Linked DNA regions of Rattus norvegicus: region 2 is linked to region 1. The links are chromatin contacts, called in public Hi-C maps. All regions are on one chromosome and are shown on one strand. Each heading gives the region's core, a stretch centred on a gene start, on an enhancer-like site or on the middle of the called end of the contact. The rest is flanking DNA. Distances are from core to core; before and after follow the strand shown.

The links. A called contact is a pair of places that touch in the nucleus more often than the background predicts.
Region 2: a contact with region 1 is called in a Hi-C map of liver, with 1.9 times the contacts expected there. The contact joins the enhancer-like site here to the promoter of Nek6 in region 1. A contact is called at or near these places in 2 of 12 Hi-C or Micro-C datasets (Schwann cells and liver).

The regions. Positions count from the first base shown.
Region 1 is chr3:42,692,039-42,695,510 of GRCr8, reverse strand. Nek6 (NIMA-related kinase 6) reads right to left here and starts at 1,517. Exons shown (of 10, transcript NM_182953.2): 1 at 1,422-1,517.
Region 2 is chr3:42,763,388-42,767,058 of GRCr8, reverse strand. It overlaps Nek6 (NIMA-related kinase 6), which reads right to left. Exons shown (of 10, transcript NM_182953.2): 10 at 1,033-2,392. The coding sequence ends at 2,282. Among named protein-coding and RNA genes, the nearest start is that of Psmb7, 62 kb to the left of the region's middle. Within about 2 kb of position 2,043, at least 3 of the 93 cell types and tissues checked have an H3K27ac peak or open chromatin away from gene starts, as enhancers often do. A contact at or near this core is called in liver, where this site is marked.

The DNA.
Region 1 (3,472 bases), core at 268-2,767:
ACTTTTGTAGTCATCTCTGAAGCAGACGGGGCTCGGAGGCTTACAACCACAGGGACCATTTTAAATCCCGGGCCTTTTCTTCTGGGAAGTTAGGCAAGAACCTTCCCAAATGTTTGCCGTGGGGCCCTCTGCCAGGGAGTGACTCACTCCTCCGCTCCCCACAGGCATATTTTATTTGGGGGTGGGGGATCCAGGGAGAGCCTGGGCCTGATGGGGGAGGGGAACAGTTTCAACACATCCAGAAGGTGGGGATATTTTTTCTTCTCCAGTTTTCAGGACAAAGAGGAAAAAAAAGAACGTGGGTCTTTTTTGTTTCCTTCCAGGTTTTGTGTGCTGAAAGATGATGTCCAAAGTTCACTGGTTAAGTTCCTCCTGTTGGGAGTCAGGCACCCATTCAATGAAATTCTTCTCCCATTAGCAACAGGGTTTTTAACATGCCCTTTTACACACACCAGACTCCTGTGAGGACATTTTCCCCTCAATAAGTCAACCTGTAGTTTGCAAGTGGTGTAAAACTCTGAACAGAAACTTTCTAAAGTTTGCTTTAAAGCCGTTGAAACTTTCAAACACACACGCACAAACTGTCAATCAAAACGTCACGAACAGCCCTTAAGGATGTGTCCCAAGCGTGCTGTCACCCATTTGTTACTGCCTCTGGGGCTCAGATAAATCAGGGGAATATGATTAACTTAGAGGAGCAGGCAGAGAGAGCAAGTATCTAGGGCCCTGGGTCTCCCTAGGGCCTAACCCCTAGATATGGGGGGCAGAGTCTAAATCTGGCCTAGCTAGAAACAGCCACGAACAAAGCCAGGGAACTAAGACGTATTTAGAAAACCTCAATTCAAGTGCAGCGCAGCCCCCTCCTCAGCCTGCGTGGCCATGCAGAGTTCTGCCAAGGCCAGACTGAGCAGCTTTCACCAGAATCAGAACCTGGGGGATCTGCGTGTCTGTCCCAGGGTCCCAGACTCACGGAATCCGACCCAGCACCGTCTCCGGACAGGGTCAGCCGACACCTCACACACACACTGGCCTGCAGTGTGGAGTGCTCAGCCTGGATCCTAAACACACACTCGTATGGAATTTGTACACTTTTGCCCGTGCACGTGTGCACACACTCACTCGGGAACGTTCAGACACGTGGGCACACGTACTCCTTGGCATCCACAGTAAACACACGATAAACCGATAAACCGAAGCGAAGCCAGTCCACACGCACCGGTCCACCCCAAACTCACAGTCGGGGCCCCTGATGTGCACACGCACGCACTCCCGCGCAGCGGGGCGGATGGAGCCCGCCGCAGATACCTCGGCCTCCTGCGGGCGTCCCCGCCGACTCCCCGGGCACGCGCGCGCGCCCACAACGCCTCGGGTAAAGGCCCCACGCCCTGGCCCGCGCCCCTCGCTGGTCCCAGGCCACTCACCGGCGCTGGCGGCTCTCTCGGCGGCGGGCAAGCGCGAGTCGCACGCGAATTGGCGGCGCTGCGGCCGCAGCTAGTCCGCCGGGTTCAGCCGCCGCTTCTGCGCGCGTCCGCGCGCCCGCCCCTCCCCGCCGCGGGGCCGCGCCGCCCCCTGCGCCGGTGCGCGCGGCCGCCACGCAGGCTAGGGGGCGCCGGGGGCGCGCTCCCAGCCTGGGTGCTTAATCGTCCAGCCCAGGTTGGAAGACTGAGGCTCAGACTCCAAATCCTGGCCACTGAACCCCTCTGCGCGGGCTCTAGACTCTATAAGATGCAGATTCGCTGGGTAACCAACTTGTGGACCCTTCCCCACACCCATGAATTCCCCATCAGCCGACATTGCTCCTATCACAGCCCTTGCAGGACTGAAATTGACCCATCCAACAGAGTGGAGAAGAAGGTGCAGTTCAGTTGATAGAATGCTTTCTTAATCTCAGCACTAGGGAAATTAGGTACCTGTCATCCCTGACTACGAAGGCTGAGGCAGGAATGTTTGAAATTCATTCATTCTTGGCTATTTAGCAAATCTCAAGCCAGTCTGGGCTTCATGAGACTCTGTCTTAAAAAAAAATTAGCATGAACAATAGTACAAAAAGTGTACAAATAGTGCTCAATACAGTTACAAAAGTAGGCCCCTAGGATAAATCCAAATCCCTGTCTCCAAAGCGCTAGTATCTCCTGGGGATACTGCTTTCCTGAGAGTCCCAGGCCAGCCAAGCATCAGGGTGCAGAAGGTTCTAGAAGGAGTAAGCGGCTCCACTAGGGGCCAGCCACATACCCTGGGGACTGGGTGGGGAGTACCTGAGTTTGATCTTCCAGACCCACACGAAGGGAGGAAAGAACTCTAGCAAAGAACTCTAGCAAATTGCCTCTAACCTCCACATGTCCTCCAAATGCACACGGAATGGCGTGGTTTTTTTTTTTTTTTTTTTTTGTTTGGTTGGTTTTTTTGTTTGTTTGTTTTTGTTTTTGTTTTTTTGGTTCTTTTTTTTCGGAGCTGGGGACCGAACCCAGGGCCTTGCGCTTCCTAGGCAAGCGCTCTACCACTGAGCTAAATCCCTAACCCTTTTTTTTTTTTTAAAGCCTTCATCTATGAATACTTAACAACCCCATTAGGATGTCTGGAGACCCTCACTTCCCCTCAAGAAAGGTTGCTCCTGGTTGGGACAGGTATTGCCGCTTCTGATTCTTTTAGACTGTCTGTGTCCCCAGAGCACCTTCCAGCTGTCCATTAATCTGCTGCACTAGTATGGGCACAGGACAGCATCCGGCTGATTATGTTCCGTTTTACCTATTCTACTCGAGTCCACAGTAATGAGGCTCACGACCTGTATACTGCTCCCTTGGCCTGCCTCATGGTGTTCAGCTACTGTGAGGGAGGCACCATGCCACCTGTGTGCCCACTTCTTAGATAGCTTTAATGAAGCCTGTGTGCAAAGTCCCCCAGGTGGTGACTGGTTGAACTGGAAGCAGATGACAGATTTCTGGTTTCAGCACCTTATTGCTAGGCAACCTGGTTCTAGGACACTGGTATAAGAAAGGCATGGTCACCCACCCAGAGCAGCCAGGCTGGTCCCTGCCTCTGGGAGGAGGGAACTGACTCCAACAAGTTGTCTCTGATGTGTACATATACACTGGATTGCAGCATGTGCGGGCACACATGAATGACTGTTTTTTTTTTTGTTTTGTTTTGTTTTGTTTTTTTGTTTTTTTTTTTTAAACAATGAAAGCTTAGCGCCCACTCTAGGAAGTCTGAGTTTCTCTGGGAAGCAGACAAATAGGATAAATAAAGTTAAGCAGGGCAGAGGCAGGAGGACCAGGGGTGCTTTCTAAGAGGCAATGAAGAGTGAAGGTCTCTACTGAGGAGCAGAAGCCTTTGGGGGAGAGGCCTGCTATGTTCTGACTGGGTGCTCTGCTGTAAAAACTATCCTGGCAAACTGCAGAACAGCTAAGGAGCAGCATGAGACCACTAGGAAGGACTTTCCCCGGCCTCACTGAGGTCACAAATACGTGCAATG
Region 2 (3,671 bases), core at 794-3,293, 71 kb before region 1:
TGTGAAACTGGTGGGCTGCACTCTAGCCATTCTCATGATAGCCAAAGGAGTGCTTGATGTTTGCTGTTGTGCAGTAATTGGATATAGCATTGCATTGCTTCTCTAGATAGTGATTGGTGGAGACTGTGCACATCCCAAGGGCCATTTTATTAGACAGATGGTTCTCTTGGGTATGGACAGTGGGCGGAGTGCTGAAATTAAGTTCTTTGGTTTGCAGAGGCTACTCGTACCACAGACAGAACAGAAACAGTTCTTACAAAGAGTTAGGAAGGGGTTGGGGATTTAGCTCAGTGGTAGAGCGCTTGCCTAGCAAGAGCAAGGCCCTGGGTTCAGTCCCCAGCTCCGGAAGAAAAAAAAAGGGGGGGGGGGAAAGAGTTAGGAAAACTTTGAGGAGTTAGTACTGGGTAGGAAGCAGTGACTTTGATCCTTCCCCAGAGTGAGTATTCTGGGGCTGGACACTGGAGTGCAGATTCCCTTGTGCAAACTGCTCGAAAGGGTACAGTGTATTTATTGAGGGCAGCAGCTTGGCTGATGAGTGTCAGAATTATTTGGGGAACTTAAACATAGCCTGGTGTTACTTGGACTGTTGGGGCCTCACAGGTTGTTTCTAAAGGCACCTCAAGAAGTTGTGCTGCTGCTGTGTGCTGGGTTTGGTCTGCAGTCCGAGACAGCACTGACATGGAGTCAGGGACCCCGTTCTGTCTAAAATATGGGGAGTTTGGTCTGAGTGGAGGCTGCATCTGGAGTATAGGCCTGCTCAGAGGGCAGTGGCTAGCCTGAAAGTTCCAAGACACAGGAGCACAGGCCTGTCACCAAGCGGTTACTTCTTGAATATTGCATAAACGAGTGCTTCTCAATCTTCCCAATGCTGCGACCCTTTAATACAGTTCCTCGTGTTATGGTAACTCACAGCCATAAAATTGTTCTCACTGCTACCTCCTAACTGTAATGTTGCTACTGTTATGAATCGTTATGTGCATACTTTTGGAGACAGGTTTGTCAAGGGTATCTCGATACACACATTGAGAACCACTAGCATAGAAGAACAAAATTCAGACTGTTTCCTCCAACACTTCAGTTTCCTTAAATTCACATTTATAAGTTAGTCTTCACAGTTAATCCTGTTGGGAATAAAAAGTAAGTGAACATATTTCTGCTTTTCCTGCACATAATACAATTATATTTTAATTCTTGACACGAATGGTCCATGACTTGAATTTTCTGAAGGGGTGACAGGCCATATTTTTGGATCACCTGCCACTGCTGGCTGATCTGCATCTCTGTTGGTTTGGCTTTTGTTGGTTGGTTTATTTTTGAGACAGGGTCTTATTTATGTAGTTCATTCCTGTTTCAAACTTCCTGTATTGCTCAGGGCAACCTTGGATTCTTGATCCTCCTGCCTCTACCTCTCAAGTGCTGGGATAACATGCTTAAACTGGCCCAGCTGAATAACATCTTTTGTTTAAATCCTGTCAGCCACCTGGAAGATAGATACCTTATTAGTCCCATTTGCAGATGAGGAAACGAAGGCCCAGAAAGACCAACACCTTGCCCAGGTCACTAGGAAGATACAGAACCAGAATTTGAAAAGAACAGTGTGAGAGCAAAGTTTTTGGCATTTTCTTGCTGTCTTCCTGGTGGATGAAGTGCCGTGGACTGTCCTGAAGTGAGCCATAGCGTTCCAGCAGGTGAGGATGGTACAAGGCAGGGATCAGAAGATCATGAGAACCCTCCTGTCTCCCAGACGCCACTTACGCCGAAATGCCGGGTGCTAGGTGCTCCTCCTCACTGTCATTCATCAAATTAGCAAATGCAGAGAAAATACTAGCGAAATCCCTACTCTAAACCATTATTTTCATTGTATCCCTTTACAAGAGAGTAAATGAAGCACTCAGTCTGATTGTATAGGAAGGAACTAAGAACTAAACCAACAGAGTCTTGCCCACACCAGTCACCCAGCTCCCTTCAGGTCTCCTGACAGTGTGGGCCTGGACAGGTCTGGGGCAGCCAGGCAGAGGTTCACATTTCAGTAGGCACAGGGCTTTTGATGACTGCCAAGCCCCTCCCCCACTAAAGCCCAGCTCAGATTGTCTGCAGCAGTTCAAAGAAAGGACTCTGGAGTTTGACCATAACCCAGCTGCCTTCAGCTCAGTGGCAGAGGTAGCCACCTTTGGGAGGCAGCTGAGAGTCCTCTGGTCTTGGCTGTGGGGGCTTCCAGGTACCACTTGGGGAGAGGACTCAAGTAAGACACGTGGCGTTTGGCTTTGCTGAGGTGTGGCATTCAGGTGCTGGATGTCCAGACGTGCATCTGTTTAGCCACCTGGTGCACATACTCAATGTCAGGTCGGTGGTTAGGGTCGGGGTAGATGCACATGCTGACCAGTTCCCGAAGCTGCAAGGAAAGACCATTCTGTTAGTCTTACAGTGCACTGCAGATGGTTTCAAGTGAACAGTACTTTTCAGGGTAAGTTACATGGTCACACAGATCCCACACGTGCATAGGCCTATCTGGTTCCAAAGGTGATGCTTTGAGACCCTGAGAATTTTACCCTCAAATAACCTTCAGTTTTCAACTGTGCACATGTATGTCCGCTGTCAGTCACACAAAGCCCAAACCAGAGAAAACTCAAGGAAAGGGCTTATTGATCATAATAAATGCATTAACATGCAGCAAGGCTGCAGTCTGCACACCCCCTGGCCTCTTCATTGTGCTCATGAAAGACACGCTTTTAATTATCCAGACACTGAAGGCTTTGCCCGCCAGGGTGGGGGAGGGGCACCTTAAGCCTCTGATCCCTTTAGTTCTGATAGCCAGAGTGCTAGTTATTTTAATGGTAATTAAAATAATGACCTTAAAAAGCCCGGGTCTTAAACATGCACCACTGGGCTGGCTGCAACATTTTCTATCTCAGTGCCTACTGCTGGGGGTGCTGTTGGTCACTAGCAAATATGAGAGGTGGAAGTCCTGGACCAGAGAGTCCTAGGGACTCAGGAAAGAGTCTGAGGAGGGCCCAGGCGTGTTCCAGAGGCCCTGGGGCTGCAGCATCCACTTCAGGCTCAGGGGGTCAGTCCTGAACTTCTGAAGCACTGAGCTGCTTTAACTGGCCCATTTTGTGATCCCATTCATTGCTGTGTAAAACACTAGGAATCCATGAGCTGATGACGATGATATATGCAACTTATCTGGAGTACAAGATCAACTACAGACAGTGATCCCTGAAGCTGTTTTGGAAGGGAACCATGGTTGACCCATCAGGTGAAAATTTGAAAGCTAGGTCAAGATGAAGTCTGCCCTGCAATCACTTAGAAGCAATCCAAAAGAGAAACAACAAAAAATAACAAAATAATACAGCATGATGATAACTTTAAAAGTAGGGTATGTTTAGGGACAGACCCTGTGCTAAGTAGCAGAATCTGGAGCTGCTGCCTGCCAGGCACATATCTAGTGAGATGGAATGGTTGCCTTAGGAAATTAAAGCTAAGGGCTCTGGGGGTCTTCATTTCTGCCTTGCAACTGAAGTGGGGTGAGTGGTACCCATTGGCAGACTAGCACAGGAGTGCAGAACTGATTAGAGCCAAAGTCCCATGTCTTCTAGTAGTGCAGAAATTCTAGAGTAAACAAGGAAAGGAACAAGCTAGTGCACAACAAACTTTGTGAAGAAAGTAACCCA